2 separate regions of the Mus musculus genome follow, and region 2 is linked to region 1. A link is a contact called in public promoter capture Hi-C data. All regions are on one chromosome and are shown on one strand. Each heading gives the region's core, a stretch centred on a gene start, on an enhancer-like site or on the middle of the called end of the contact. The rest is flanking DNA. Distances are from core to core; before and after follow the strand shown.

The links. Capture Hi-C pulls out chosen DNA fragments and counts their contacts.
Region 2: a promoter capture Hi-C map of liver shows a contact between it and region 1. The contact joins two enhancer-like sites. A contact is called at or near these places in 8 of 484 Hi-C or Micro-C datasets (the HPC-7 cell line, MC3T3-E1-derived osteoblasts, bone marrow-derived macrophages and 4 more), 7 of 115 datasets of contacts at active chromatin or transcription factors (the HPC-7 cell line, T-cell acute lymphoblastic leukemia, embryonic fibroblasts and 4 more) and 2 of 9 other capture datasets (adipose tissue and liver).

The regions. Positions count from the first base shown.
Region 1 is chr17:72,932,682-72,938,418 of GRCm38.p6, reverse strand. All of the region lies in intron 2 of Lbh (limb-bud and heart), which reads right to left. Among named protein-coding and RNA genes, the nearest start is that of Lbh, 17 kb to the right of the region's middle. Within about 2 kb of position 3,583, at least 101 of the 459 cell types and tissues checked have an H3K27ac peak or open chromatin away from gene starts, as enhancers often do. A contact at or near this core is called in liver, where this site is marked.
Region 2 is chr17:73,119,692-73,125,734 of GRCm38.p6, reverse strand. All of the region lies in intron 1 of Lclat1 (lysocardiolipin acyltransferase 1), which reads right to left. Among named protein-coding and RNA genes, the nearest start is that of Lclat1, 15 kb to the right of the region's middle. Within about 2 kb of position 4,279, at least 7 of the 459 cell types and tissues checked have an H3K27ac peak or open chromatin away from gene starts, as enhancers often do. A contact at or near this core is called in liver, where this site is marked.

The DNA of each region.
Region 1 (5,737 bases), core at 2,334-4,833:
AGTCCACTTATGTGGGTCCTTCCCAGTGCTGACCGAAACACTGAGCCAGGCTATAAAACTAGGGGCCAAGTCTGGCTTTGCTTTGCACATACTGCCCTGTGACTACAGCTGACCCAATTCTTTGCCCAGTAGCTAAGCACTTAATCCACCGAGCTGCTGGTCCCTTGCCATTCATAGCCCTCAGTGACACGCCCAAGAGGAGAGAGGAGCTCTGGTCTGGGAAATCTGGGGCTCACCAGATCACTGACACTTGGCACCTTCAAGGCCATCTCCTCCCACCTCTCTGTCTGACAGACAGGAAACCCAGGCCCCAGAGGGGGAAAGGGGACTTCACTGAAGGTCACACAGTCTGTTCAAATTCAAGTGGATGGAAACAGGCGTTGGGAGAAATCCTGGAAACTTGCCTGTTTTGCTGTACTCGGAGGGCAGAAGAAATGCTTATCCCACCGAACATCTGAGGTCTCCCAGGGTGTCTGATCTCCTAGATGCACTCGGAAGCCCGCGTGGGGCTTCTGAGAATCACGGGCCTCACAAATCGTCCCAATCCCTACAGACCAGTGATTATTAACCATTTATCCAATAAAGGCCTATTGCTTGGGATTAAGCCTTAAGCCAGCTGCAGGAGTACGCATCATTAAAGACTTAAAAGGGCTCATAAAATGTATCGTAATAGCTGCCAGAAGGAAAACAAACCAGGGAGGGGCTGGACCCAGGCGGGTCAGAGAGGTCTGGAGAAACTGGCCACCATGTCCTGTCACACTACCCGCTCTGATGTTTGCCCTTGTTGACTTGGTGGCGGGTTCACACTAATGAGTGTGAGCGGAAAGTGGATCAGCTAGGTTGGGGGGGGGGTCGTTTACTTGCTTTTATGGAGCTGAGCCCCTTCCTGAAGGTGAGGACATAAGGCATCTTCCAAGCATGAGCTCTGAGGTGTGATGCAGGGGCTCCCCGATGATGAAAGCACTCTTTAGTTTACAAAGCTCTATCAGATAGGACTTCACCGAGACAGCACTACCACCCCGGGGTTAGCAAGCATCCGGGACCCTGAAGGTCAAAAGGCAGAGCTAGCATTCAGATCTCATTCTGAACTAGGTAGGATAGACCCAGGATACACATGACCTCTCAAGCCACAGACTATCACAAAGGACTCGGGCAACCCAGGCCGGCAGAAGCAGAGCAACTGATTTTACTATGAGTTAGCAAAGCGATGCTTGTGTTGTATGGAAGACAGTGCTGATGAGCCCAGCCATAGCAGAGCAGAGCCTCTGTCTCCATGATAACAGTATAAAGTAGATAGCTGTACATTCCTAAGGGGGGGGGGGAAGAAGAAGAAGAAGGAGGAGGAGGAGGAGGAGGAGGAGGAGGAGGAGGAGGAGGAGGAAGAGGCTACATTCCTAGAAATCAGCTGCTCCTGGACCCAGATGTCTAAAGGACCCGGATGTCCATTCCTTTGAGGACATAGGGCTAAGGCACTGGCTCTGGATTCGTATTATTCCCTTGACATCCACTGCATGACCCCTGTCAAGGCCTCTCAAGCTCCCCCACCCCCCCACCCCCCCACCCCCGCTCAGTTTCTCCTCCAGAGAAATGAAATGGCCTTCTTATCACACAAGATGGCGTCCAAGTTCTTGGCCAACACAGAAGTAATACAATGCTTGAGGGCAGAAACAAAATTCAAACAACAATGTCTTCTTTGCAATGGCCCCCTCAGATGCAGCGTTAGTTTCCATGCTCCAAGCGTGAAGCCATCCTTCTAACACAGTCATGAAAACAATATCCACCAATGGCTTTCATACCAAAAGCTCCACAGCCAAGTCTTTTAAGTCCTCCGTAGGGGGTGGGGGTGGGGGAGCAATCTGAGCATTGAGAGTCTGATACTGTGGTACTTGCCAAAGACCTTTGCACTGTGACCTACTCAAAGCAGGAACCATTAAAGAGAAAAAGTTATTTTTACAAGTCATTGTATTTGTAAAAAAAAAAAAAATCACTATAATAATTGATATACCCCTTCCATCAGAGATTTTCTTTCATTATCAGATCACAAAGATTTGTGCTTCTGAGAACCATAGCTCTCTCCAAAAAATAAAAAAACAAACAACAACAGAACACGTCCTGCACCAAAACAGCCTCTTTTGTTTCTCCGGGAAAAGCCAGAAAGCCTTGCAAGAGTGTTTCTGAGTCTTTTCCAGCCCAGTCTTATCTCAGGCAGCTGCTTAAGAGGCTGACCCGGAAGAGGTCAGCATTTTTCCACTAAGTCATGGTTTTTAATCATCTAGGCAGCAGAAAAATGAGAGGCTGCAGCTACAATTTGATGGGGTGGGGAAGGCAATGGAAAAAAAAAATGAAAAAGAACTCTCCCGTTGGACTTGCAGAGCACATGACAGGTACGGTTGGGGTGGCAAGCAAACAAAGTACTGCACGCTGGGCTGCCTCAGCGGAACCTGGCAGAACCAAGAAATGCTCTGCTCAGAAACACTGCTTCTAGTTAAACCTTCAAGTCCAAAGAGCCCCATCTTCTCTCAGAGCTGCAAACAAACAAACTGGAAAATCCCTCTACAAAGAGGTTCTTCAGGAGGTATGGGAAGCTCTGATGGGGATCTCCTACCCTCATCCCCTGCAGGGCAAGTTCAGAAGCATCCAGCAGGCAACTGTGTTTTCTTCAGCCCTATCCCTTCCCGTCTCTGCCATCACTACCCTACTGTCACACAGGGGACGCCCAGGATGATGGCATGGACGGAACTAATCAACACCAAGTTCCCACCTACACAAAGGGAATAGGATCTTGTCAATCACACATGCTCCCAAGAACATCTTGGGTTCTACATGAACAGCATGCGTGCAGCCTTCGTGACTGAATTTCACAGGGGACACCTCGGGAGCGGTACCCTTTGCCAGGTGCCCTCTCATCACCATGGGTCCTGACATTTTGGGAACTTGAGAGGATTCCATGGAAAGGGACAGGGAGTTTCAGAATGATCAAGGTCTGTGTCATGTGATCTAGACGCCAACATACTAGAGTTTCTGGCTAGTGTAGTCCAAGAAAATACTCTGCTGTAATGAAAATGTTCTCTGTGCTGTCCGGTACCACGGCCACTCGTCACGGGTAGCTAACTGGGCCCTTGAAAGATAGCCAAATTTTACATTTGATTTAAATAAACACAAATTTAATTTAAAAAATGTAAGCAGCTACTGTATTCAGGCTATATAATTAATTATGAGAACAATGAAAACAGGGCTTTCAGGGAGACTGAGGGCGACTGGACTGGCTGACCAACATGAGCAGCCTCAGAACAGAGAGCTGTGGGGCTGAGGCCAGGTTTCCAAAGACCATAAACTCATCAGTAGCCTTTGTGCTTAGGCTAGAGAGTTGCTAGTGAGTGAGCTCCCCTATCATGAACAGATTGGAACCAAAAGAAAAAACTAGGCCTCCAAAGGCCCCAAATTTGGAGGCTTAGCTATCAGCTGTCTGCCTTTGAGCCAGGTGACCTAAACCTAGCTGTCTCTGGGGTGGGGATAAGAAAGAGTTGCCTGGCACCTACTATGGAAAATGTGAGCAAGTCTGGTCTTTGTGGCCCTTCCCTGTCTGTGCACTGCCCGGCCATCATCTCTGACAAACAAGATGATCTGGCCACAGAGAGGGTGGAGGCTCAGCAAGGAGCTGGGAGATGCTAATGGGGAAAGAAGACACCAGCAGGTGGGGCAGATGAAAGGTGCTTAGCTGGACACAAAGGGCTAATTACCAGCTGTGCAAGCGGAGCCGCTGGCAGGCCAGGATCCCCTGCTCCTCTTGGCTGAGGAGGAGCAGAGGGCAGGAGAAGCTGCGGTGGGAAGGAGGACAGAAGGCTTGGGAGAAAGAGTCAGGCTAGCTCTCTAAGACACCGTGCACACAAAACTACACAGAAAGCCTTTAACCTCTCCAGTTGCAAAGAGCAACAAAGAACCAACCCCCAAGCCAGCTATGGAAAAATAGCACCCTGTGCCTACAGGTGGGCCAGGAGGTCTGGCTTTTACCTGGCCGCTAACTCTTGCTATCTCTGTGGTCTTGGTTGGATCACCTTAGTTCCTCTGGGCCCCTTGAATGAAAGGAGGAAGTGGTTTGGACTCTGCAGGGTGGCTGGGGAAGGGGGTGGGGTTCTGATGCTGAGCCAGCCCTCCCCTCCTCCCTCCTCTATAAATTTGGATTTATACTAATGCTGATCTTACAGGGCTTGGGAGAGAGTCAAATCCAGGTGTGTGTGAACATGCTCTGGAAACTCTTTAATTGCTAATGTTGGTCCCTATTAAGTAAAGCCCCCACCCACCCGCCCGGAGGAGCATTTAGAGTAAGCCTGGAAAGCCAACAACTGTAGCTTGAGACAAATGGACTGGGTTTGTATTCACAAATGTCAGTCCAGGTTCTTTGAAGAAAAGCCTGTATGTGTGTGGTGGCGGCAGTGGGGGTGTGGGGTGGGGTGTGGGTGGGAATGGGGTGGTGGGGAAGTGGGTGTGTGTCACTGCCTCCTTTCCAGAGCGGCTAGCTCCCCCTAGGACATGGATTAGACCAGCTGGAATGGCAATCATGCTCTTGACCAGACTGGTCTCACCATGGAAAGCCTCTGATACTGGGTCTACTCCAGGGGCCCTCACTCAGAGAAATTGATTCCCCCCCACCCCCAAAGCCTCACTTCCCAGATCTCTCCCAGAATCCTGCTCTGAGGAGGGTGGAATGAATGAGCATCAGCTAGTCCAGCTAATACCCTGAACTTTGGTCCTTACCTAATACACATGATGGCAACAACTACAGTCTTTGAAATCTGAGCTCCCGCTATCTAATCTTATCATGTTGCTAGTACTATTAGCATCTTACTGAGTTTTCAATGTGGCAAGTGGCTGGGAAAAACACAAGGATTCTTAGGGGCAGAGGGTCCTAGTGGGGATTCAGAGAAGCCTAATGTTATCCAGTTTTGTCCTATCTGTCTCAGCTCTCAACTTTTCTCTGAACCAAAGCTATGGGACATTCAACTCACCCTGTCCGTCCTGCCCTTCCATGATGCTTCTAATCCTTCAGGGTACTTGAGCAGAGATTTGAGCTTTATATCAACTCTGAACCTCCTTCCTTTGGATCAAAGATACTTAAGTGCCTAAGCCTTGAAACTGGACGGAAAAGGAAATCCTCGGGATAAACACCATCTTTCATAAACATCTCTCGAATACACACCCATCCTGCAAGTCAGGGGTTTGAAATTCCAATCAATTAGTGCTAATGGATCCTGATAATGCTGGGCCCAGAAATAGATGAACCTTCTGGGATATTAGATGATTCTCCCACATTTGTCTGCGGGCATAAATGATTTCAAGTATCTACATCTTATCATACATGTGTATCATCATTACTTCTTTGAGAGAAGACAGCCTCCTGCCTAGTCTTCCCAATTCTTCTCTCCATCCTCCTTCATCAGCACTACCCACATATCCCATGACTACATATCCTCTGTCAGAAAACTCAGCCTGACCCAGCTGCCATTTCAACCATCCCTTCCTTCTTCATTTTAGAGATAAAAAAGTCTTGAGTCTTTAGCCCTTGGCATCCTGTCTAGATCTTGCTTCTAAGGTCTACCCTACAGCTTCCAAACCCACCACCCAATGCCCCCCCCCCAACTTTCAAATTTCCCTGGACAACTCTATTGTCCTCTCAAGGCCTTTGCCAGGGTCCACTCACCACCACTTTTGGTCCATATTACCAGGTCAACTAGTCTTG
Region 2 (6,043 bases), core at 3,030-5,529, 190 kb before region 1:
AGAATTCTCCCATAAACATCTAGCTCTGTGGTCCTGAACTAATATGACTGCACCTTTCCTACCAAAAGGACAAGGGAGATAACAGCAGGCTTGCCCTTCCTAAGGGTACTACATGAAAAGATGCAGAGTCCACTGCCACAGTTCCTGAAGAGACACACACTACACTCTGACACCAGTCAGATGCCTTGTCAGTTTTATTGATTTTGACACTCATTTCCTAGAAGTAGCATCAGATTCAACACCAGCCAGATGCCCTACAATTAATTCTATTTAATTCTGATACTCTGCCTGGGAGTAAAATCAGATCAAACTAGGTAAAGAGCAGGATCCAACAATACCACTCCTACTTCACATACCAATGGGCTTGTGTATTACTCAAGGTTCTCTAGAGTTACAGAACTTATGCAATGAATACATATACTAAATATATATACATATTTAAATATATATGTATATAATACATAAATATATTTATGTACTATCTATAGTATATATTATATAACATAAATATTACATATATACTTATAGCCTATATAAATAGAATGTATATGTATCTATACAATATATTATAAATATATAAACATAGATATTATATAAATATTTCATGTTCTATAAACATATATTTTAAATGTGTATATCCCAAATTTAAAATGTTTTTGCAGTTGTATGAAGGATAGTTATATATTAGGTTTTATGTTATAGTAACATATGTTACTAATACCTAGCTATTACTTTCAATTGGATATTAATCATGGCATAAGAAGATATGATTTTGTGTCAAGTTGACAAGGGGTGGATTGTGATGGCTATTCTTGGTTGTCAACTCAACTATATCTGGAATAAACTACAGTCCAGAAATGGAGGACACAATTGTGATCCAGATCTCAAGGCAGAAAGACAACATGTTTATTTTATTTATATATATATTGAGAATGAATTTGGCTCAGCTAACTGAGGCAGAAGTGGTGACTGGGAATTTCAAAGGGACACTGAGCAGGTAGGACCTAGAGTTGTGAACAAAGCCAGAATCATTTGCCAGTTATCCACACAGATAAAGCCATGGTTCTTCAGAAAATTGGACATAGTACTACTACCTGAGGACCCAGCTATACCACTCCTGGGCATATACCCAGAAGATGCTCCAACATGTAGTAAGGACACATGCTCCTCTATGTTCATAGCAGCCTTATTTATAATAGCCAGAAACTGGAAAGAACCCAGATGTCCCTCAACAGAGAAATGGATATAGAAAATGTGGTACATTTACACAATGGAATACTACTCAGTTATTAAAAACAATGACTTCATGAAATTCTTAGGCAAATGGATGGAACTAGAAAATATCATCTTAGTGAAATGGCTCAGTGGGTAAGAGCACTGACTGCTCTTCCTGAGATCTTGAGTTCAAATCCCAGCAACCACATGGTGGCTCACAACCATCTGTAATGAGATCTGACACCCTTTTCTGGTGTGTCTGAAGTCAGCTACAATGTACTTATGTATAATAATAAATAAATCTTTGGGCCGGACGGAGTTGACGGGAGCAAGAAGAGGTCCTAAAATTCAATACCCAACAACCACATGAAGTCTCACAACCATCTGTACAGCTACAGTGTATTCATCATATACATAAAAAAAAAATCTTAAAAAAAATAGAGGTAACCCAATCACAAAAGAACACACGTGGTATGCACTCATTGATAAGTGGATATTAGCCCAAAAGTTCAGAATACTCAAGATACAATTCACAGACCAAATGAAGCTCAAGAAGGAAGACAAAAGTGTGGATACTTTAGTCCTTCTTAGAAAGGGGAACAAAAGACCCATGGGAGGGGATACAGAGACAAAGTGTGGAGCAGAGACTGAAGGAAAGGCCATCTAGAGACTGCCCCACCTGGGGATCCATCCCATATACATTACCAAACCCAGAGACTATTCTGGATGCCAACAAGTGCTTGCTGACAGGAGCCTGATATAGCTGTCTCCTAAGAGGCTCTGGCAGTGACTGACAAATACAGAGGTGGATGCTCACAGCCATCTATTGGACTGAGCACAGGATCCCCAATGGAGGAGCTAAAGAAAGGAGCTGAAGGGATTTGCAGCCCCATAGAAGGAGCAACAATATGAACTAACCCTCAGAGTTCCCAGGGGCTAAACTACCACCCAAAGAGTACACATTGAGGGACCCATGCTCCAGACGCATATGTAGCAGAAGATGACTTTGTCTGACATCAATGGGAGGAGAGGCCCCTTGGTCCTATGAAGGCTCAATGCCCCAGTGTAGGGGAATACCAGGACAGGGAAGCAGGAGTGAGTGGGTTGGTGAGCAGGGGGAGGGAGGATGGGATGGGTGGTTTTGGATGGGAAACCCACCCGGAAAGGGGATAACATTTGAAATGTAAATAAAGAAAATATCTTTAAAAAAGAAAAAAGAGCTAATGCCATAAGCCAGTGATGTCAAGTGTCAGTATGTGCCCTTCAACATAAGCTGGGCTGGATATGGGGCATAGGCCTGTAACCCCAGCTGTTAAGAAAGGTAAGCCAGGACTACAAGTTCAAGTCTCTGCCTCAGTTTCTGACTCCAGGTTCCTGTCTTGAGTTCCTGACCTGACCTCCTCCAGTGATGGACTATGATGCAGAATTATAAACAACATAAACATTTCCTCTCCACATTACATTTGATAATGGTGTTTTACCACAGAAATAAAAAACATAAGACAAAGGGCAAGGTTATAAATCCTTAAAACCTGCCTTCTGTGATTTACTTCTAGAGAGTCAAGGCCCTGATGCCAGAAGTAGCAGTAATGAGACAATTATCACATCAGTTAGATTTAAGCAGCCTGTGACATTGAAACTTCCACACCTGCTTAGCAGGAATGAGGAGTCCTATCTATGTGCCATGCGCCAATTCCTCAAAAGCACCAAGTAACACGAATCACTCAAAAGAAATGGATAATTTTGAATAGTCCCACAATAATCATGGAGACTGAACTCAGATCTAAAAGTCTTCTGAAAAAAAAAAAATCTCCTAGCTCAGACTGTTTCATCAGAGAACTCTATCAAATGACTAAAGAATTAAAACTAATTCTACACAAGGTCTCCTAAAAAGCAGATAATGAATTGGAAGCACTTCAATTTTTTTAATGAAGCTAGTATTACCTTAATCAGCAACCAGAAAAACACTATGAAGTACCAGACAGTCAGTCAGTCTGTCTGAGACCCTCCTTCCCTGCCTCCCTCCCTCTCCCTCTCCCTCTCCCTCTCCCTCTCCCTCTCCCTCTCCCTCTCCCTCTCCAGCAGGCATAAGAATTCAATGATATTAAAAACTGTTTTAATCCAGGGCACAAAACTAGTCTCATAGTCAATAATCAATACAATACACACTAATAATAGGTCCAATAAAAATAAGCACACACGAATACATACCAACAGTCACACCACCAAGGGTGGCTTTCGAAAACAATCCATTACTTGCTATGACCATGCATCTTACTGTCTGCATAACAGAAGCAACTAGGAGACATGTAACCCACCTCCAGTCATGTCCACCACGATGGTCCTAGGAGAACTGACTACCAGGAAAAGACCTTCCCTGACTGGGCAGAACCATCCTATAAGCTAAGTGCCTATTTGGAATGGAAGGGGAATAGAAGAAAGCCCACAGAGTAACTATTCCCTCCCCCTACTTCTTCACCACCACAACTTGAGGGGTTCTGCTTCATCCACCCTTCCACCATGATGCACTGCACACCACAGGGCCAGACACATGGAACTGGACTCCATGAACTCAAACCTCTAGAGCCATGAGCCAAGATAAATAAATCCGCCTACCCTAAATGGTTCTTGTGTGGCATTTGTCACAGTGAAGTGAAAAAAAAAAATGTCTGAAAAACTTATCTACTCGTAAACTAAGCTCTCAGAAAAAAGCAGGAAAAAAAATTAGAGGAATGATAAGACAATAAGCAATTAGAAACAACCTACAGCTACCTCTGTATAAATATTATACAATACCTTTACAGAGTTACCTCTGTGTAAATATTGTATTTACTAACAACAACAAGCATAATGGCCCCCACCCCCCATCCACATTACCAGAAACAAGACAAATACAATTACCACCATCATGAACATAACACTAAAAGTGCTAGCCAACGCAAGGAGACAGTGAGCCTCATTCAATGTTCTTTATAACTTACTTTGGTCCTGTTACTTTGTCACAACAGCAGCAAAGTAACAGAGACACTGCACATACAAAGCCTAAAAATATCATGCTAAGTGAAAAGGTCATTCAAAACTGACCAGAGAGAGCAGACCATGACGATGTGTAATCCCAGCCAGGCTGGGTTATACAGTGAGTTCTAGGCTAGCCTGGGCTTACAAATATGGACCTTTTGTATAATACAAAAAAAGAAGAGGAGGAGGAGGAAGAGGAAGAGGAGAAGGAGGAAGAGGAAGAGGAGGAGGAGGAAGAGGAAGAGAGAAAGAAGAGAAGAAAGGAAGGAGGAAATTCGAGAAGAAGACACAAGACAGGTCAGCCTGACAGCCTGAGTTTGACTCCAGGGACACACATAAAGACAAAAATCAACTCCTGAAAGTTGTTCTCTGACCTCCACACAGCCTGCACACATGTACACACACACACACACACACACACACACACACACACTTTAGAATAAATGGAATGAAAATTTATTTTTTAAAGAATAAAATGGGATTTATGTTTCCGTTTTCAAAATTCAGTACAAAGTAAGAGCAATGAAGACAGTGTGGTACTAAAATGAAACAAACAAACTGATCCAGGAAACAGAGCTGAGGGCTCAGAAATAAACCCACAATTCTATGCAACCTCCATATGGCTCAGCAACTACTCTGCTGGATATTTACTCTAGTGAAGTGAAAATTTACATTCGCATAACAACATATACATATACAAATACAAATGTTCCTGGCAGCTTGTCTCTAAGAGCCAAGCACTAGAAGGAACACAGATGCCCTTCAGTGTGCATATCCATCTGAAGGAACGCTGAGAAGACGAAGGAATTCCGAGGATGAGAAAATCTCAGGCAATAACTAAAGTGAATCTAGGGGGAGTTACGCCAAATGGGGTGAACAAAAGCCAAATCCCACAGCCTGAATGTTGTTTAAATCCACTGCTAAAACATTCCTCTGCTGACAAAACTGCAGGAACAGAAAACAGATTGACATTTGTCAGAAGGCAAAGAAGGGAGGGAATGTGTCGTCAAGAGCAACAGAAACATGGCCTTGGGCAAAACTGCTCTTTATCTTGGCTATGTATGTATCTTTGGGTTTGTGAGACAAGTCTCATCATGTAGACCAAAATGAATGGGAACTCACTATGTGGACTAGCTTCAAATTACCAATCCTCCTAGTGCTAGGACCACCAGCACATATCACTGCACCTGGCTCTTCACCTGACTACTTTCTGAAAGGGTGTAGGCTTTAGGCTAGGAAAAAGAGTAACAGACATTATAAATCTTGTTTCTTTACTTATAAATTAACAAATATTACTTCCGCAGGCTGAATGACTTTCAAAGCATATTCACATCCTATAAGTATATCCATTCTCACCACTTTTATCCAGCACAGTGTTTGCAATTATAGCCAAAGAAATGAAGCAAGAGAGAGAAAGGCGACACAAATAAAAAAATAAATTGAATTATTCCTTCTTGCAGATATGACTTTATAATTGAGAGATCCTAAAAACTCCATAAGTCTCGAACCTTTTCAGCAAAATAGGAAGACAGAAAATTATACAGGATCAGTAGCTTTTTACAGAGAAAAAAAAAATGGGGTAGAGGGGGTGGGGGCACACACCTTTAATACTAGCAACTTGAGAAGCAGAGGCACAAAGATCTCTGAGTTTGAGGCCAGTTTGGTCTACAGAGTGAATTCCAGGACATCCAGAAATACACAGAAAAACCCTGTCTCAAAAAAATAAAAACAAAACAAAAACAAACAAACAAAAAAACTCACTGAGAAAGCAATCAGGAAAACAATCTCACTCACAATAGTGTCAAAGAAG